3 separate regions of the Hordeum vulgare genome follow, and all the other regions are linked to region 1. A link is a contact called in public Hi-C data. All regions are on one chromosome and are shown on one strand. The core of a region is the stretch at or near the end of the contact, and the rest is flanking DNA. Distances in the headings are between cores, read along the strand shown.

Evidence for each region. Hi-C and Micro-C count contacts between places; a contact is called where the count stands out from the background.
Region 2: a Hi-C map of leaf shows a contact between it and region 1, with 4 times the contacts expected there. The contact joins the promoter of LOC123444136 here to the promoter of LOC123440108 in region 1. A contact is called at or near these places in 6 of 6 Hi-C or Micro-C datasets (leaf, seedling and an unstated tissue) and 1 of 1 datasets of contacts at active chromatin or transcription factors (embryo).
Region 3: a Hi-C map of seedling shows a contact between it and region 1, with 2.9 times the contacts expected there. The contact joins the promoter of LOC123444134 here to the promoter of LOC123440108 in region 1. A contact is called at or near these places in 2 of 6 Hi-C or Micro-C datasets (leaf and seedling).

Annotation. Positions count from the first base shown.
Region 1 is chr3H:438,397,153-438,401,628 of MorexV3_pseudomolecules_assembly, reverse strand. It overlaps LOC123440108, which reads right to left and starts at 1,757. Exons shown (of 1, transcript XM_045116687.1): 1 at 872-1,757. The coding sequence starts at 1,647. The coding sequence ends at 1,084.
Region 2 is chr3H:438,119,776-438,124,820 of MorexV3_pseudomolecules_assembly, reverse strand. It overlaps LOC123444136 (65-kDa microtubule-associated protein 3), which reads right to left and starts at 2,576. Exons shown (of 13, transcript XM_045120757.1): 1 at 2,418-2,576; 2 at 2,137-2,218; 3 at 1,829-2,035; 4 at 932-1,180; 5 at 599-808; 6 at 347-502; 7 at 86-245. The coding sequence starts at 2,211.
Region 3 is chr3H:437,951,749-437,956,326 of MorexV3_pseudomolecules_assembly, reverse strand. It overlaps LOC123444134 (pre-mRNA-splicing factor ATP-dependent RNA helicase DEAH7-like), which reads left to right and starts at 2,693. Exons shown (of 1, transcript XM_045120754.1): 1 at 2,693-4,578. The coding sequence starts at 2,791.

The DNA.
Region 1 (4,476 bases), core at 508-3,007:
AAATCTGGGGGATAATATATTATCCTAGAATGTACCTCTAGTAAGTTTATTGTATTTTAGAAGCCTGGAGATGTACCTTTAAAAACATATGAAATGTGCAATGCATGATTGTTTTTATTGAAATAAAAAGTTTTGCCAAGAGCCTATCAATTCGGTGATTGAATGACCCATGTAGAGCTTGACATAACTAGCTAATCAAAACTTCTAGCTCTCCACAGCGTTGTGTTTTTTTATTGGGGTTGGCCCATTTCTTGGTGTATACAATTATTGTTATCTTTCCTTTCTTTCAAGAAACTAAACGGGAAGATTTCCGTGATGGAAAATAAACATGTAATAACTAATTGTACTCTTCGAAAAGATGATGAAATATACATATTGTTTTTCTTCTTTCAAAAGAACATGAAACTATATATACATTTCGCCAATGAAAATCACGAACAAAATCATCAAGTTTTATTATAACATTTCAATGAAAGTTGTTGTTTGGGCTGTCCAGGTTCACCGCGAGGCGGCTCCGCGTTGTATATACATATGAATCCTTTAGACAAAGAAAGATCATTTGTCCTTGTTGAGTTATAACAAAAGGAAAATTTGAAGTTGATATTAATAGTAAAACAAAACAAGAAAACAAAAGACACTAGTAGAATTATACTCCCTCCGTTCCTAAATATAAGTCTTTAAAGAGATTTCATTAGTGGACTACATACGAATGTATATAGACATACTTTAGAGTGTAGATTCACTCATTTTGCTCCGTATGTAGACTCCTAATAAAATATGTTAAAAGACTTATATTTAGGAACGGAGGGAGTACTACTGTTGCCCGTGGCCATGTGTAAGTGAGCATTTCTCGACCTCCTTGACTCATTGATAAAAAAATGTTGGATCTCCTTCATTCATTCATTACTTGCCCACCATTAATTTTTTTGGGTTCAATTGCCCTTTCATCGCTCAAAAATACATGAAAAAACAGGCAGCAATATTTACACATGGTCAAAGAAAAGAAAAAAAGAATAAGAATACGAGAGAAGGCCTTTGCCATCTCTCGTTTTGTTAGATGGCTACTGGACTTGTGTTGCATTATTAGCATACTAGTGCGGCGTAGCTCTCCTCGTGTATGGTCTCCAACGTCGGTCGCCGCCTCGACAAGCGACCGCCGCTTATCCGTTGCTTGAGCTCTCCGATCTCCGCCGCAGCCGCCTCGTCGTCCACTGCCATCTCATCCAACCGCGGGGCCCTGACCGGCGCGATGTCCGCCTCGGCGGCAACCGAGGCCACATCGGGCGGCGCCACGACGATGGCCGCCACCTTGGCCGAAGCTGGCCTCCGGGCGTGAGCCTCCCTGGCGAAAACGGCGGCCAGGCGCGCCACGTCGGCGGGCGCGGCCTTGGAGCCAAGCCGCTTCATGGGGAAGGCGGCGTAGACGCCCCCGAGCTCGAGCTCCTCGTCAGCCGCGAGCGCCTCGATCCGGCGCCCCGCCTGCAGCGCGCGCGCGTCGGTCAGGAAATGCCCCGGCGCCTCGAGCATCAGCTCCGCCGCCGTCGTCGGGGGCCTGACCAGCCTGATCCCGCCGTCGGGGAGCACCACCCTGGCGCCCTTGGCCGCCCCGGGGATCCTGGCCAGCGTGCAGGACGCGAAGTTCCCCATGCCGAAGAGGGGTCGGGGATAGGAAGGATAAAGGGGATAAAAGAAAGAGAGAGTGCGAGGAATGAGAATGGGAGTTGGTGATGGCTCGGTGCGTGTGTGTGGCTGCGTTGCGCTGGGGATATATATAGCGGTGGCGTGGGGAAACGCGTGCGATGGGCGATGTGACGACGGTGGCGTGGTGGGTAGCGAGAGGAGAGCTGAGTGAGGAGTGGGGTGGTGATGGTGGTGGTGGCCAGGTGTGTTAGCGTCGTCGTCTAAGAGGATTTGCGTGTGGGGCCGACCGACCACGGGCCACCGGACGGGGGTTCGTTCGTTCGGGCTCGGTAGGGCTCCCTACTCCCTCCCTCAACGAGAAAGAAACCCATACAATTACCGGGTGAAATCCACTTGTTGATCAGTGATAATCTTGGAACACATCATCCCGCGTGGCTGCGCGTGTAATCCACTTGTGATCACTTAGTATATATGACGACCAGCTAGCAGAAATCTACTTGTTGATCAGTGACATACTACGACCAACTAGTGAAAATCCACTCGTTGATCGGTTAGAAAAAAGGAAAACATTTGAAAATGACGCGCTGGTCGAAGAGTTGCGCCGGATGTGGTTTTCGCACGTCAACAAAAACTTGTTCAACTTAAGACGCGTGTGTGACGGATCTCTGTGAACCTTCTTTTTTCCTTATCTCTGTTTTCATGGTCCCCTCACCACACAACGTTATAGCTCTTTTTTTTTCACTTTCAGCCGAGCCCCACACACTTCTCTGCAAAAGACCATAGGCCGACGAGCGATGTCGCGGCTGATGCTACAAGCACGGGGCTGCCGTTCCAGCTTCACCTGCAGCTCATGGTAAGCACGGCGCACGCCGTCTCGCCTCTGCCATGCCGCTAATGCAGCTCACCACCGTCGCAACTCATCACAGTCGTCTGGCATTGGTCCCGTCAAATCGCCTCTCTGGTTGCGCAGCTTTTCGTCTCGTGATTCCACCAAAAAACACATGTAGCTTCTTCATCTCGATAACCCCTGGTCGTTGTTCCCAAGCTTTTTATGTCGCTTATAGCAGGTTGAAACTTCTCTCATATACGGTTTTCACTGTCAGCGGTTGTAACTTTTCTCAGGCTGCGTAGCGTCTGGTTGGAGTTTTTTTTCCTCAACGGTTGAAGCTTTTTTCATCCATGATAGAAGATTTTTTGTAAATGATTGAAACTTTTTTTCCATTTTGTGCAACGCTTGGTTAAAGCTCTCTCTCAAGCTTTTTTCATCGAAGGTTGAAGCACTTTATGTCAACGGTTGTATCTTTCCATGATTCGCAGTGCCGGTTGAAGCTTTCTTCATACCCGGTTGAAGTTTTCCATCTATGGATTAAAGCTATTTTTCCAGTGGTTGCAACACATGGGTATGCGACGGTTCAAGTCTGGCCTCCGTTAAGTCGCGCACCGACGTTTGTTACTAGTCGTTGCACCCGTCCATCGCCATTGCATGATGCGTCCCCAGGACCATTGCAGCTAGGGTTTGCCCATAGATGGGGATGCTTGGGAGCATGGGCGAAGACGGCCACGAGGACGACCAACGAGGGCTGCTACCGGCGACTAGGACAACCGGCAAGGACGGCGACCAAAAGCGAGGACTAGCGACGAGAGGCGACAACGAAAGAACATGTGCGGCCGATGAGATAGAAGGGAGTGATGAGATGCAGAAGGATCCTTTCGTACGCATACATTGACAAAAACGGCGACGCATCGGACGGTTTCCATCAATCCAATTGAACGGTAGCGGGCCGAACGGCCTAACCTACTCATCTTCGGAATCACTGATTAAAAAAATTCTTTGTAAAGGTCATTTTCACCTTCTCAGATTGCAAAGGTGAACTCCCGCCTCCTGAGGTCCAACCACAGGTCACCGGACGGGGTTCGTTCGTTCGGCTTCGGTTGGGCTCCCTACCTCCCTTCCTGGCCGGTTGGACGAGAAAGAAACCTATACCATTATCCCGTAAAATCCACTTGCTAATCAGTTATAATCTTGTATAATGGCTTGTAGCATATCATCCCGCATGGCTGCGTGTATAATCCACTTGTGATCAGTTATTACATATGACGACCAGCCACCCAAACTCCACTTGTTGATCAGTGACATATTACGACCAACTAGCGCGAAAATCCACTTGTGTTGATCAGTTAGAAAGAAACCTACACCCCGCGTGGCCGTGCGTGGTACTACAAACTCTACAAGGCAAGATGATCAGGCGCCTGACGGTGTGACCAGTGATCAGACTTCTTGTGTTTGTGTCCTCCATTCGACTTTGAGATGGACAGGGTGGTTCCGACTTTTCGTTGGAAAGACAAACCCACAAGGCACGGTCTAGTCCATCCAGCGATAGCGTTTTCACTGTTTGATTGCAAAGTTCTTGACTTTTGGCTGGATTTGTGGAATACTGGCTTAAATTTTGCAACCTGCCTGCCTACCGGCCTACTATTGAACAAATTATATATATGGGTGTATATATTATAGCTGGCATAAAGAAAATCAAATGTCTTTTGACCGACAAAGGCAAATCATTAATTGCCCCGCGCAAATATGCAAGAGACGCCATTCTGCAAAAAGAAAGAAAAATGCAAGAGACGATACCGGGCAAAATGAAATACATTTGCCGATAACACGTAAGGTGAGAGTAAGATTTATGGGAACGGAGCACTACTTTATCACATCATATGGGTTACTTCATAGACGAAGTAGTACAGATATGCAAGCAGATGCTAGTCCATGAACGAGTACTATATTTGAAGTCAACCTATCTTGCAATATTTGATTTAACTTCATATAGTGTTGACTTT
Region 2 (5,045 bases), core at 1,327-3,826, 280 kb after region 1:
GATGAGGTAGTTTGCCAGATGATTTGCAGGCATTGAGCACACCTTACTAAACACAAGATATCAGGAGGGAGGTAGATGATCTTACCGGACTCAATAGCCTCAATGTTAAATTCATCTGAATATCCATCCTCGCCAATTAGATGTGCGCGTCTTCGGTGCTCCTCCAGTTCTGATTTCTTTTTCAAAACAAGGTCCTTCATTTTGCTTCCTTTCAGTTGCTCAAGTCTTAAAACCTCAGCTTCCACCTACATTATGAGTACAATCTATGAATATTCATGCCTCAGTAGGAACAGATAGCAATAGCAACTGTAACATGAGAGGAATCTCCACAGCAATAGTGACTCACATAGCTGAGGAAGTCGATCGACAGGGTGTTGGGTTCCGTTATTTCATGCTCCGAGGCAGCAATATTGCACGTTACATTCTGGAACATCTGCTGTTCTTCAATTGGTGTATCCATAAGATTCCATAGTTCTAGCATTGTCGAAGCAAAATCTTGAAGCTGAGAGGTTCATATGTCATCAGAGTTAAGGATTGAGTTCAGGTATGCAAATGCAACGCATATTCCAAAGCTTAAAATGGTACAGAAAATGCTGACCTTTTGCATCCTCTGAATTTTGATTTCACGCAGTCTATTCACAGCCGATGCTAGTCTCTCGATTGTAGTGTTGCTCAGGTTCTTTGACCCTTCAGCTTCGTCCAGGCTAGGGTGCACCTCATGCACTGTTTGTTTAAAGTCAATACCAAGCACCTCACATATGGAATGTAATGTATTCAAATGATCCATCACTTGCTGTAACCTTTCCCTCTGTCAAAAACACAAAGACATAGTGAGATATATATACGAAGGAGCACTGAACAAAAAGAGCACTGCTGTGCATGGATAGAGTATGACTGGTGAAAGAATTCGATTGGCAGGAGTGATGATGACCTTCTCTTTCTGAAGGGATTCTAGCTCCTTCGTTAACTCCTCAAACTTTCTTAATGACAAATCAGACTGATCCACAGGAGTTTTAAATGGCACAAAGTCTGCAGGCCTGATTTCGGATGAAATCTTCTTAATCTCCTCAAGGACACGAACGAACTGGTTCCATCTTTCAACCTTTTTAGTTCGCATCTCCTCCAAATATGGGATAATTGCATTCAACTCCTCCCTTAAACCATGTAAATTCTGGTTTGACTGCCAAAATAACAGAACCAAAAACAAATCAGTTACAGCAGATTACAAGCGTGGTGTATGTACATCAAATTGAACACTTTTTTGGCGAAATACATCGAATTGAGCCGAATTCATGTACTCTTTGATCCATATTAATATGAATTGGAGGGTCTAGTAGTTTGTCAAGTCTCCGATGCAACAGATTATGAGTGTCATGCATATACAGTGAATGGTGATCACATAACCCAAGCAGTAGCATTCTAGTTACAATGGCTGTAGAATAGTTTAAGCGTAGGAAATTGTATGTTTATTGGTTCAACTCAAAGTGAAGTGGAAAATGAAGTTGTATTTACATATTTCCTGGTATACTAACACTAGTAAAAAAATGAGTTTAGTTAGTGATGGCCTGTTACTGTCTATTGGTTCCTCTACCAACTGGAGTGTTGGATACATAGTCCAGTCCAGCTGTCGTCCTATTTGATTTATTTCATCTTAGCTATTAGAGCATACAAAACAAAGTGCAGTTTCCAGATTGCTGCTAAATTTTTCCTTCCATCATCTATCCATAATTACCACTATTCCCCTTCTTTTCTTTTATTTTCTTTCCAAAGGAATAATTAGCAGTATTCGAGATGGCAGCGTGCTACACTAGTGGAGCCAGGAACAAACCTGCCTGATGTGAACCGGTGGCTCGCCTATGGCCGAACAGATACCGGCGAGCTCGGCCTCGGCCTCGGCGATGGATTGCCGCAGCTGAGCCCTGCAGCGGTTGGCCTGGTCGACCTTCCTCCTGTAGACGTCGAGACACTCCTGCTCTAGCTCCAGCAGCGTCTTGTCCCGCACCGAGTCGGGCTCGCCGACCTCGTCCCAGATCACCTGAAACCGGAAAAAAAATCCCTCAGTCCCTGGAGGCAGACGCGGGGGGAACAACCAGAAACAGCGCAGCAAACACTGCGGATCGGGAAGCAGCGGCGTACGTTGAGCTCGAGGAGAAGCGAGTCGCACGGGTGGAGCTGCTGCTGCTGGTCTTTCACCGCGCCACCCATCGCCATGGGCAATCTGCAAGGTGGGTCAAAGATCAAATCGGACGCCGTGGCAGGGAACCGGCCGCGAAGCAGGGAACGGGGAGGCGTAATCGCCGGTGGAGCTAGGGTTTTCGCCTCGCACACTCACGGGGAGCGAGCGGGCGAGCAGCCAGATCCGGTCCGAGGAAACCGCGGGCGGGGCTCTAACGGCCCGCGGGGGGTTCGGGGCTTACCTCTCTGCGCGGTATCGGCGATTCGCCGGCGAGACGCGGCGGTGGGAGCGCCGGAGGGGTCGTGGTCGCGCGGCTGGGTCCTGGGATGCGAGCGAGAGAGTGCGGAGGAGGGGGGTGAGAGGAGGAGATGGAGAGTGATTTGAAATGTTTTGAAACAGGGGAGGGGGAGGGGGGCAAGAAGAGCGGAGGGGGATTGGAAAAATCGGAAGGAATCAAAGGAAGGGGACAGCCGCAGAGAGACGTTAGCGGGGATCTTTATTGCGCAGGCGCCGGAGGGGCCGCATCCGGGGGCCTCCGTTTTGAATTCGACGGTCCGGATGGGAAGCTCGTCCGGCCCGTTGGGGGACGACCTTGCCAGGTCGGCTGCCGGTTGGATACGTGCGCCCGGTAGCGATGACGGACGGGGCCCACTCCTGGGTCGCCACGTGTGGACCGCGGAGCTGACTGGTTGGCTTCCCTTCTTTGTGACAGGAGTTTGAGTTCGTGACAGCAGTTGGCTAGGAGGAACAGTTAATGCTTTGTTGCAGCGTATCAAATCAGCAAGTGACTTGTTTCATTTGCTGTCAAAAATGACGAGACAGGATTTGGTAAGATGCACAGACGTGAAACACAGCCAAAAAGTTGGAGGGAAATGAAGAGTCAAATTTGGTGGAAATAATACTCCCACCGTCCCATAGTATTAGAGTGTTTGAAATTTTAGCTTTTTCTAAATTGAACTTATTTAAATTTGATATATTCAAAAAGAGTTTGTAATGGAGTGGCATTACGTGGATTGGTCCCAATCACTCACCCCTGCTTCTATAGTCAAGGAACGATTCACTATCTAGGTCAAAGCGCTTTCGTTTTGAAACCTCATGGCTGTTGGAACCAGGGTTTATGGAAAAGATGCAACTCAAGTAGGTTGCATGGCTCCCACCCCTTCTAGAGTGTTTTTCATTGTCAATGTGAGGCATCACTCTGCCAAATCGACTAGACAAATCATGCGAGGTGGGGGAGGGGCACGTAAGAGCATCTTCAATAGGTCATGCAAATCAATAAATAACAGTTTTTTGCATCACCACAGGCCAAAAAGTGGTCTCCAATAGCAGCCCGTGATGTAAATTTGGCGGAAAAAAATTAGGACACGGTGTAAAAAATAACTTCGGTGACCCATATATACATCACCACGAGCGGTGGAATAAAACGCGAAAGTTGTGCGCGCGACTCCAACCGCCGCTCGAAAGGTTCATCCCGCCCCCTCACCTTCTGTGATCTGTCGCGCCGTCGGTGCTCCGCCGTGATGTCGATGCCTTCAATCTCCTCGCGGGTGTCGCGCCCACCGTCGGTTTGATTCTTCTCGTCGGCGCGGCCGCTCCGCCACTTTCTGCCGCCCCCATTCCCCCCGACGGTCGTGCTAGAGGCAGCGACTTTGCTCCTCCCCGACATGTCGCCGCCGTCAGTGAAACGAAGAAGAAACCCATGGCCAGTCATGGACTAGGAGGATACGTCGTCGAGAAACTACCATCTAGGTCAAAGTAGGCGATCGTAGAGGCTGCTGGAGCGGCGGCGTCTACGGCGGCTAGTCAGCCTCCTTCGATCGTGGAGAGTACTCCACCGCCATCGGAGGTGGCAACCACTCCAACGTTGTCGGAGGTGACAGCCACGCCAACGTCGTCGACAATTGATCCCTTCTTTGGTGGAGAAGGGTAAAAAAAATTTCATGTTTTTCATTAGCATGTAGTTTATATGATTTAGTTGTCCATCTTTTAAAAAAACATGTTTATAATGTAGCATTGATGATGAACAAATGTTGGCCATCAAGAGTTTCCATCTCAAGATTTTCCTAGTCAAAATTTTGAAGCACATGATGGTGAAGATAATCCTCACATAGAAGGTGAGGGTTTTGTTAACCAGAAGGGTAGAGGTAGGAATTATAGCAATGAATAAGATGTGTTGATTTGCGCGGCATCGAAGAGAGTTTATCTTGATGCGGTTGTTGGAACCGATCAAGCGTCCAACGCATAATGGTTGAGGAGGAAGGAATTTTTTTATGAGCGAAACACTAGCGGGGTTGTACGATCGTCTGTTTTCCTTCGTCGTCGATGGAACACTATTAATAGTGAATGTCAAAAGTGGTTTTCTTGTTTGGCAAATGTGGAAAAAATGAATCCAAGTGGTTGTAACTACGATGATAAGGTGAAATTTCCTTGCTTTCTTTCTATTTAATGTAAGTGTTGCACTTGCTTTCTATTTTATGTCTAACACAATTTGATTTATACTTCATGTAGGTAAGCATTTCTCAAGGTTTATTCCAAGGAAAAGGGAAGAAAGGAGATAAGAAGAAGAAAGGGAAACCATTTACATTACATCATTGTTGGAGTGATCTTGAAAATGAGAAGTTGAACAATAGGGATTTGTATGAGATTCCAAACAAGAGAAAGGCAGTGGCGGTTGATGAAGATGATGAGAATGATGGAAGTGGTGAAGACAATGTTGCCAAACCCAAGACAAAGAGGCCGGATGGAAGGAAAAAAGAGAAATGCTCAAAACTAGGAGATAATGATCTCAAAGATGGGTTTGAAGCAATAGTGAATGCACGCAAGGAGTATGCCGGAGAGAAGAAGATGCTCAATTCACAAGAAATAGAGG
Region 3 (4,578 bases), core at 1,444-3,943, 450 kb after region 1:
TCCTTTATAGTCACCCGGTTACGCTGCGATGTTTGATACACACAAGGTATTCCTCCGGTGTCCCGGAGTTGCATGATCTCATGGTCATAGGAACATATACATTGACATGAAGAAAACCATAGCAATAAACTGACACAATCATATGCTACATTCATATTTTGGGTCTTGTTCATCACATCATTCTCCTAATGATGTGATCCCATTATCAAGTGACAACATTTGTCTATGGCCAGGAAACCTCGACCATCTTTCATCAACGAGCTATTCAACTAGAGTCTCACTAGGGACAGTGTGTTGTCTATGTATCCACACATGTATTTGAGTTTCCAATCAATACAATTCTAGCATGGATAATAAATGATTATCATGAAGAAGAATAATAACCAATTTATTATTGCCTCTAGGGTATATTTTCAAGATCAACATCCTTTTTAGTTGCTTCTCGCCCGTGGGCAAAGTGAGATTTTCTCTCACCAACTGGGTGGTGTTGACAAAGATAGCTCATGAAGGATAGATACCGTCAACTAGATAGTAACCCATGTTGTATTCATGCATATTGATTGTATAGTGGCAGGGATGAGCTTCTCCAATGCATATGCAGTCAAGAGATCCGTGCAAACTTGGCCGCCCTCTTGCTTCTGAGATTGCCTAGAGCCTCTAGGTGTTTGCGACATTTGGTTTTCTTAGGTATTAAGGTCCAAATAACGACACCACGACAATTGCAAACCTGACCATGTCATATCCGCATGTGCTCTCACATATTCGTACATACTCGTCTCATGAATCAGCACACGTGCCATATGCAAGCATATTCAGTGCAACCATGCACTTCTGGTAACTGGAGAATCCAATCCTTTCCCCAATGTCCTTCTTCAAGATGAAGTAGTCATCAAAGGACCCGACCCCACGGTAGAGACGAGCGAAGACATTTTTTCACATCTAGAAAATTTGACGAAGATTGTGAGCGAAGAGGGCATTGAGGGCAAAGTAATCTGACATCAGCGTCAAATGGTCGTGCGCCCTGTTGCGGTTGAGCACTCAGTGACCATTGATCGATCCTTTGAAATTGAGAACATGCTATTCCGCACGCTGCATGTCTGCATGGACCACATGCATCATAGCCATCTCATCAGTGTAGTCTTTCTCATCACGCGAGCCATGTGACGACTCAATATAATGCTCGTATATGTACTCCATATCCGAATCCATTGCTTCAAATAAGAATGGGCAAAAAAATTAGCTCGAGCAATTCAATGAATACTTGTTGGGCATGGTGAGTAGCGTAGGTGTGGATCGTACCTGAGCGGCGGTCTGAGGAGAGGCTCGTCCTGACGGTACACGAGAAGTGGCATGGAGCTTGGGTGTATCGTTGGAGGTCACAGACTTGTTGAGTATCGGCATGCGTGTGCCGAGTCGGACGGGGTAGCGGAACGGGCAAAAGAGAAAAGGGAAGGAGAGAAAATGAGAGGATGGAGGCACGAACTCCGGAAGGGGTTTTGGGTGTCGGAGTCATACGTGTTTGCAGTTTCAACTCCCGCAAAGCCCCCTAATGTGTCTTGTGTTTGTTGAAAAAAGTAAGTCCGGACCGTTCAGCGGACAGATAGAGACCCATGTTGGATGACACAACACGCCCCGACCATACGGTCTGGACATATGCACACAATTTCAAGGTCCGGTTTGAAGATGCCGTAAAGAACTATGCAAGATTTGGTAACGGATGAATCCCAAACAAGTTCTAAATAAAGTCTAAAAATTATCTAAAAATGACATTTACGAGGATAGTTATCCTGGCCGATTAGGGTTTGTAACGGATGAATCCCAAACAAGTTCTAAATAAAATCTAAAAATTACCTAAAAATGACATTTACGAACGGCTAGAAGGATAGTTATCCTGGCCGATTAGGGTTTATGTCGTAGACGTGATATTTATGCTCGCATTATTTTTAAATTTACTCCAGTCTTTCGAAAATGGTTATCAGTGAAAGAGGTTTTTCATGTCAACTGCGAGACACGTGTGGTGCCTTTGTAAAATGTATATCATATTAAGATTTATGAAGTCATCGTACGCGCATCGTCTGAAATTCTGAAATAAATCTAGAAATAAATGTAAGCACAAGGACTTGAAATTTGATGGGTTAAAAATATCACAGTCTTTATAACCATCTAACTCCAGGTTGATTCGCGAACTAACCTATGATTGAATGGTTAGAGGGATCGTGATATCCCCAGCACAACCGGGTTCAAGTCGTCATGTTCGTATTTGTTTCTAATTTATTTCATGATTTTTAGAGATAACGAGGTGTCTACTGTGACTTTGTAAATCTTAAAATGATATATCGGTTTAGTTTTTTGAAGGTGTTAAAAAAAACTATAAGTTGATTCGCATGACTTAATTTTTTAGACGTGTTGATGATCCCAGTTGGGAGCCGATCCCCTTTAGCCCCGGACAGGTACGTATCCCGTCTCCACGGAACTTTCCAACTCGGAGTCTTTCCCTTGTATCGGTCTAGCCAAGCTGACCAATATATACGGACTCACCCACCCAAGTCCCAACCCCAAGCAAATTCGCTCCAGACCCGTCGCGGCTCGCAGAACCAGTCGCCGCCGGAGCCGTTTCGTCCGCGGCCGCCGGAGCAACTCCTCCTCCTCCCATCAGTCGTTCAGGACGCGATTGGATCCCTACGTTGTTATAAGGCCAAGTAAGCCCTAGCTTGCTTCAATCCATCCGTTCCGTTTTCCATTTCTTCCTGCTTGCCGAGAACGAACAATCGGATCCCTCACCTGGACGCGATGCAGGGCGGTCCGATCCTGCCGCATCGCCCAAGGAGCTCCGCTCTAGGTTTGGACGTCCTAGCAAAGAGGAAACGGGAAGCACAAGGCAGCAATGCATCCAGGCCTCGTCCCCACAAGAAAGAAGAAGCGGCGGCTGAGCACAGATCAGGAAAAATCGCGAGAGCCGATTGCCGCCGCCGATGGGACTCACCTCGCCGGGAGTACCGTGATGGTCCACCGGCATCCCAGCGGCAACATCCGGCACCATCCCCTTGGGACAACGTTTCTTCTTTGCCTGCCGCGACCGTACGCCCGTCTGGCTCCTCCTCAAGAAGGACTTCTTCTTCGTGCAAGGGCACTGAAGCTGGTACAAGGCCCCCAACAGCTGACATAAAATTCAAGGTCACTGAGGAGATGATGCTAGAGATGGATTACAATGCTGATCTAACATGGTATGGCTGCGAAGAACACAGCATTCTATTCAATGCCGGTAGTTATCCTGGAGACGATGCTTCATTTCATCAAAATAAGAAATCAAAGTTATCCAAGAAGCTGACTCGCCAGGATGGCAGTCTGATGACTCTTGCTCAGAGCAAAAGGTTGTCAGAGGTTACCGCGGAGAATGCTCAGTGGGAGAACAGGCAGTTGTTCAGATCCGGGGCTGTTAGAAGAACAGAGGTGCAAACGGAATTTGACAACGAGGATGAGCGTAAAGTGGTACTGCTTGTTCATGACACGAAACCCCCATTCCTCCTCGACGAACGAGTTGTGTTCGCAAAACAAGCAGAGCCTGTGATGCCACTCAAGGACCCAACATCTGACATGGCTATTATTGCGCGCAAAGGTTCTCTTTTGGTTGGGGAAATTCGTGAAAAGCAGAGTATGAACAAGTCAAGGCAACGCTTCTGGGAGCTTGCTGGATCTAAGCTAGGACATATTTTGGGTGTTGAGAAAACAGCCCAACAGGTTGATGCTGACACTGCGCTTGTTGGTGACCAAGGTGATGTTGACTTCAAAGAGAAGCTGAAGTTTTCACAACACTTGAAGGAAAAGGCAGAAGCAGTCAGTGATTTTGCAAAATCGAAATCTCTTTCTCAACAAAGGCAATACCTTCCCATATTTTCTGTCCGGGATGACCTGCTCGGACTTGTGCGGGAAAATCAAGTGGTTGTGGTCGTTGGTGAAACTGGTTCTGGGAAGACTACTCAGCTGACTCAATATCTGCATGAGGATGGATATACCAGAACTGGCCTTGTTGGCTGCACTCAACCAAGACGTGTGGCTGCCATGAGTGTTGCTCGGCGTGTCAGTGACGAAATGGAAACCGTGCTTGGAGAAGAAGTTGGATATGCTATTCGGTTCGAGGATGTCACGTGTCGTAACACAAAAATAAAGTACATGACGGATGGAGTGCTTCTCCGTGAAACCTTGAAAGATGCTGACCTGGACAAATATCGGGTTATCATCATGGATGAAGCACACGAGAGATCAGTGAACACCGATGTTTTGTTTGGTATATTGAAGAAGGTTGTTGCACGTCGACGGGATTTTAAGTTAATTGTCACATCTGCAACACTAAATGCAGACAAATTCTCAAAATTCTTTGGTTCTGCGCCTATATTTCACATACCTGGAAGGACATTTCCAGTAAATATCTTGTACAGCAAAACACCATGTGAAGATTATGTGGAAGTGGCAGTGAAGCAGGCCATCACAATCCACATAACGAGTGGCCCTGGCGACATTCTCATCTTCATGACCGGGCAGGAAGAAATCGAGACTGCTTGCTATGCGCTCGCTGAGCGC